Linked DNA regions of Mus musculus: region 1 is linked to region 2. A link is a contact called in public HiChIP or PLAC-seq data. All regions are on one chromosome and are shown on one strand. The core of a region is the stretch at or near the end of the contact, and the rest is flanking DNA. Distances in the headings are between cores, read along the strand shown.

Evidence for each region. HiChIP or PLAC-seq counts read pairs in DNA pulled down with a chosen protein or histone mark.
Region 1: an H3K27ac HiChIP or PLAC-seq map of embryonic stem cells shows a contact between it and region 2, with 2.6 times the contacts expected there. The contact joins the promoter of Ripply1 here to the promoter of Platr21 in region 2. A contact is called at or near these places in 4 of 39 promoter capture datasets (cranial neural crest, embryonic stem cells, hippocampal neurons and 1 more), 3 of 115 datasets of contacts at active chromatin or transcription factors (all in embryonic stem cells) and 1 of 9 other capture datasets (embryonic stem cells).

The regions. Positions count from the first base shown.
Region 1 is chrX:139,780,719-139,783,714 of GRCm38.p6, forward strand. It overlaps Ripply1 (ripply transcriptional repressor 1), which reads right to left and starts at 1,635. Exons shown (of 4, transcript NM_001037915.2): 1 at 1,430-1,635; 2 at 395-470. The coding sequence starts at 1,593.
Region 2 is chrX:139,355,511-139,358,362 of GRCm38.p6, forward strand. Platr21 (pluripotency associated transcript 21) reads right to left here and starts at 1,260. Exons shown (of 20, transcript NR_045455.1): 1 at 1,095-1,260; 2 at 780-863.

The DNA of each region.
Region 1 (2,996 bases), core at 385-2,884, 430 kb after region 2:
AAGTCCTGGGGGAGTGTTTTCTTTCAGTGCCCATTTGGAGGCGATACAGGGGGCAGAGTTCTCTTAGAGGACAAAACATTCAGGGAGAAGAGTAAGTAAGCTCTGAGGCAAGGCACCAAGGGACCTGAATCCCAGCACCAGCTCCATACATAATACACTGACTGCGAGTCCAGCCCAGGTCCCTTACCCACGCTATGCTTTGATCTCCTAGTCTCATTTGTCATGGAAGCTTTGGTCCTGCCTTCCTCCTAGAGCTACTGTGGGGATGAAATGTTAGCAGAGTTGGCAAAATGCCTTCCCAGATTGTCCATCCTGGGACTGGGGTCAGGGGATTTCTGAGAAGGGACATGGCTGTAAGTGTCTGTGCAAACATGTCACAGGGCATCAAACTCACCCAGTCCACCAGACTCCTCGCCTGCCTTGGCTGGTCGTTTATAGAGGACAGCCAGGGTCTCCAAAGATAAGCTGCCCTGTGACAAAGAGATAAATTGGTACAAGATGTAAACACAGGCTTCCTCTGAAGGTTTGACTCACAAGCCATGTGCTCCAGGACTCCTCTGGTTCCCTGACAACTGAGCCAAGTCTGGGACAGATACCCTTCCTCTCTGCTCCAACAATGTCATCGCTGCTCTTACCCCACTGCTTTGTCATTGTCTGATGGAGCCCTTCTAAGATGAAAGATATGTATGGGCACATTTGCCCCTAGCCAAGCCCTAGTACATTACCTTGTGCAAGGAGTGGCTTGAGCAAATGTTGATTGAATGTGAACATGAAATGTTTGGAAGAAGAGAATGCCTGCTGTATAGGGAGGATCTATCTTACTGCCAGCTTCTGATATCAAAGAATTGAGAACAGAACCCTGCCATCTTCCTAATTAGAGAAATGGTTTCGAATACTCCTGGGCCTGTTGCTTCTCCTCTAGACTCTCAGAGACAAGGAAAAGGAAACGTGGCATGCTCAGGACAGAGGCAGCAACCCCCCCCCCCAACAAAAGGCCTCTTCAGACTTTGGCCCTGTCACTCTATGTTACCTGCTACCATCTGGGTCCCATAGTCCAGGTTGCGTTAAGCCTAGCTTCCACAGTAGCCTCTCCTGTTCCCTCAGTGAATTGTATGGACTCCCTATGAAGCTCAGGCTACTTGGCTTCCAGCTTTGGCAATGTTCTCTCTCTCTCTCTCTCTCTCTCTTTCTCTCTCTCTCTCTCTCTCTCTCTCTCTCTCTCTCTCTCTCTCTCTCAGCGCCCTTCCCCGTCACCTGGAATGATACGTGAGGCAAACTATTTCCAGCCAAAGGTATAGAAGAAGGGCTGAGGCTCTCTGTTGTCTCTCCCCTTCAAAGAGAACCAGACACCACCATGGGCGTCACACCTTCTCCTGCCCGCAGCTCCCTAAGCCTGGGTTCAGACTGTCAAAGGCTAAGTTGCACTTACCGTTCATTCCTAGCACCTTCTTGTCCATTGATTTGTGCTAGGGCAGGGGCTTGGGCCAAGGCCTGGCCAGGGAGGGCAGCAGCAGGGTCAGCAGCAGGGTCAGCAGCTGGGGCAGCAGCAGGGGCAGCAGGAGGGGCAGCAGCAGGAGAGGCAGCGGGGTCCATCCTTGGGACACCAAGCCAGACAGCTCTTCCAGTTCTCAGAACCTTCAGCACTCTTTTGGCTTTTCCCCTAGAGACCCTTTTATAAGCCCTGCCTTGACTCATCAATTATTCAGGCAATGCAAGGATGGGGGATGAGGGATGCTGGTAAAGATCTAGGGAGGGGGATCTTGGAGAGAGAGCTGTGTTCTTGGGTGTGAAATCTCTCCCAGTTGAGTAAACAGGGTCTGGGGAGGAGGTGAGGGGTCTGCTACAGCTCCAAGTCAGTAAGGAAAATAAAGAAGGGATAAATCTCACACCATTTGTGTGAATTCCCCAGGCAGGATCAGGACCCAAGGTGGGAAGGAGGGGCTCTCATTAGTACCCAAAGGCAGCCAGGCTTGTCTGGGACAGAAGGCTGAATACAAGAGCCTTTAGCAAAGCTGGTTCCCAGTGAGAAAAGAAGAGTGACAGACTCACCAGCTCTTTCAGCTCAAATCCCAAGGAGATTTGCCAGGTGGTCCCTGATACGGGGTCACTGCCACGAAGTATGTCATGTGGCTTAGGATAAAGAAGGGTTCTGGGTGGGGCCTGTCCAGTCTCCTGCTGGGCAAACCTCAAGTCATCTTTTCAATTCCCTCCCCACCCCTCTCCCTGCTCAATTGACTTGCAAAAGTTCCTAAAGCCCCTCCACCGCCTCCGCAGAGAGTGGTGTGGTGTGGGGAGCAGAGCGGGCCCAGGGAGTTTGCAGGGCAGATTCCAAATGCCACAGCTCAGTTTCTAGTTTAGGAGCCCAGGTGCTGGAGACTAGAAGGGTTCTGCCCAGCACTGGCTGGCCAAAGGACCATCCCAGGCCTCATCTCACGTGAGACGAGGGTGCTGGCTCAGTGGGTCCCCAAGGCCCTGCCAACCTGAACCCTCTGTGACAAAGAGCTGGGTAATGACTAGTGACCCTAGAGAGCCAAAAGGTTTGAGGCAGAGTCCTTGGCATTAGCCAGCTTTTGGGCCTTTGCCAAAACGCTTCCAGTTACAACAACTGGCAAGCACTTCATGCTTAGAGGTTTCAAAAATATTTCTCCTGATCTCAGTGGCCAGCACCTGCCCAGACTTAGTGTCTCAAATATTCATCACAGCCTGGCTTGTAATGGTCAGAAATTAGAAACAACCTCAGTGTCCAATAATAGGAAACCCATTAGATTTATTAATTGTGGCCAATCTTGTAATCACATACTAAGCAGATAGTCAAAATCATGTCATCAATGCACAAGCTTGTGAAAGCTGGATGCTAAATGCTGTGACGAATTTTGTCCATGGGTTTCTTATGGAGACCCCACTGATCGCCACTCAGCATGACTTCCGACCTTATTCAGATCTGTACAGCAAAGAAAAAAAAGTTAAGGACAGAGCTAAAGATATGGCTCTGTGGT
Region 2 (2,852 bases), core at 10-2,509:
GATCCGAAACACAGATTCTTAATGCTCAAAACATCAGACATAGCTGATAGTATTTAAGGAACTCTTACACTTCCCTCTGAAACTTCACAGACCTTGCCTCCATCATCTGTACTACTCCCAGCATCTTCTAAGTTCCCACCAAATAGCAGCTCATTAAACATTGAGCAGTCAGAGGTTTTTCTAGGGTCGAAAGAATGTGTGCCCAAGTGCCTGTCCTATAGTGCATAACAAGTAGAGAAGAAAACTCTGGCTTGAGAATGTACCCTACGTATCTAGATCTGCATGTTATGTTCCTTTTACACACAAACTTTTGGCTTGGTACCTTCACAAGGAGCAGAGAAAGGACTAAAAACCTGTACATATGAAAGCGGAGGGATGGGTGAAGCAAAAAGCCTAAAGACTGGATGTCTCTGGGTTGCTCCACTCACTCTGCAGGTGCGGAGGCACCTGGGGAGTGTGGCCGGTCAGGTTATTGAGTGAAATATTTTACATTGTTAGCTCAATGGCCTCAAAAGGCTCTGGCTAATAGAAGAGTTGAAATCTGCTCTCAGATGGAAACCACATCCTGTCAGCACCTGTCTAGACCCCGTGAACCACAGCCTCATTTGCAGCCTTGATTTTACTTGAACGTGGGAGCTGCCAATCATCAGGAAATGCCCTATGCTCAGAACATAGCAATGTCTCAAGCAGCAGACAGCATCTCAGGCATCAACTTCCAGGGGCCTCCTGCAGACATGTAGCCCAGCCCAGTCTGTCAGAAGCACATACACCCTTCTTACCTCTCCCACTGCTGAAGCAAGTAGAAGCAGCAGCAATCGGGCAGAATGGATGTTCCCACACATGTTTTTTTTTTCCCCCAGAGGCTGGAAAACAGTGATTCGGTGCATGCATGTTACCAGACAGGATACGGTGTTAAAGGATACACATTCTAAAAAGTAAACAGGGAGGAAGCAGCCAGGTGGGAGCCTCAGAGAAACGCACTGATTCAACTCCCTAAAGAGCATAACATGAAGTCAAAAGGAGCAAATTCTCCAGAGTGGTGGGCTCTTCCTTCCAGGGGTACCCGATTCATTTAAGAAAAGCAGCCTACTCACAGTGACCTTCTGAGCTGAGCCACACTGTTTATGTTCTCTGCTCAAAGCCACATCGCCTTATCTTGATGGTATGAAGTGCCAATTCCACCTAAGCCTTGTTCTTGCACATCTGTTCCCAGGGCTGAATATGTGGCACAAGGTGCAGAAAGAGCATCTTACTCACATTGCAGAAATGGATGATGTTTATTCAGTAAAAGCGATCTCAGATTCTTAAGGGGGCAGGGCTGTCTTCGCAAAGACCTGTTTTCAGTGAATTAGCATTTTACTAATCAATGGTTTCTAGTCTGGAAATGTCGAAGATAATGTCATATGTGCATACTCAGTGATAGTGCGAGGGAGCTGGCTTTTTCCCGAGTTCCCTGATTTATGCACTCCAAATATCCAAGATTATTATGAGTACCGTTTTCTTCCAAAGAGCAGCTTGTGAGATCACTAAGAGCCTGCACTGTGTGAAAATCTGCTGTACCCTTGTCCATCTACCTATTTTGTTATTGGTTCATGTTCACTTTGGGTGAGCCTTATACGAACATGTTCTTCATTATTTTTAACATAAAATTTTATTTTTAATAATTCCAAAGTGAGGAGGCTGGGAAGATGGCTCAGTGGGTAAAAGGACTTACAGTACGAATGTGAAGACCTGAGTTTGATCCCCGTCATGCATGCAAAATCCAGGCATGGTTATATATGCCTGTAATCCCAGTGTTGGGACCTTGAAGCCAAGTGAATCTGAGAGATTGCTGGCCAGCTAGCTTGGCCAAATCCATAAACCAAAGGTTCAGTGAGAGACTGTCTGTCAAGAAATAGAACAGAGGATGGTAAGGCAGGACACCTAACATTCTCCTCTGGCTTCCACACACAGGTGGGAACAAGCCGGCGCGCGGACACACACACACACACACACACACACACACACAAACATGTAAGCATCACACACACACAAATATTCTAAAGTGAGTACTTGAAGGCCTTGGTTCAGTATCCTCTTGCTATTATAAAATACTTGCCCTGACCGTGGGGAAACTCCCTCGCAGATACCATGACTGGATGGCTCTTCCCAGCTTTTCATAAAATGGAGGACTCCCTTTTGCAGCAGAGAGTCCCTTGTCTGGGGAGCCTAACCCCACACAGCCTCTCCCGCCGGCTGCCAAGGAACCGACCTACAAACTAACCCCTCCCCCATAAGAACCCACCCAGCAGGTACCTGAGATTCCTGAAATGCCTCTCCATGCAAATGAGACAATTCACAGAACTTGAAACTCCAGCCAAGGAGTTTCATTTACCCTGTGAACTCCTTTCCACTCTCCAAAGTCGATATAGAGCCCTGTTCCACCCCCAAATAAAGGCTATGCGTACAAGCCTGCCCCAGATACAGGTATGCACACAAGACTGTCTTAAGAGAGCTGTTTCATTGAAAACCTTGGCAGAAGGCTTTCTTTCTCCACTCGCGCCACTCCCTTCTCCCCTCTCCCACACTCACTCCCCAGCTGGACTGGGATCCTCCAGAACCCCACCCATTCCAGACTCCACTTCATCCCTGAGAGAGAGGGGGGTGGGGATGGAAGACAAGGAACCACAGCTGGACCCCCAAATGCATACTTCACTGATGAAAGCAGTTAAAGAGAGAAAAGCTCTATTTGGTTCACAATTTCAGGGTCCAGTCCATCAAGGTGGAGAAGTAGCAAATTATAGCCAAAGTCAAAAGCAGCACTGAGATAACACAGTTTCTGTTCCTGCTCTATTCTTTCATCTTCTCACTTA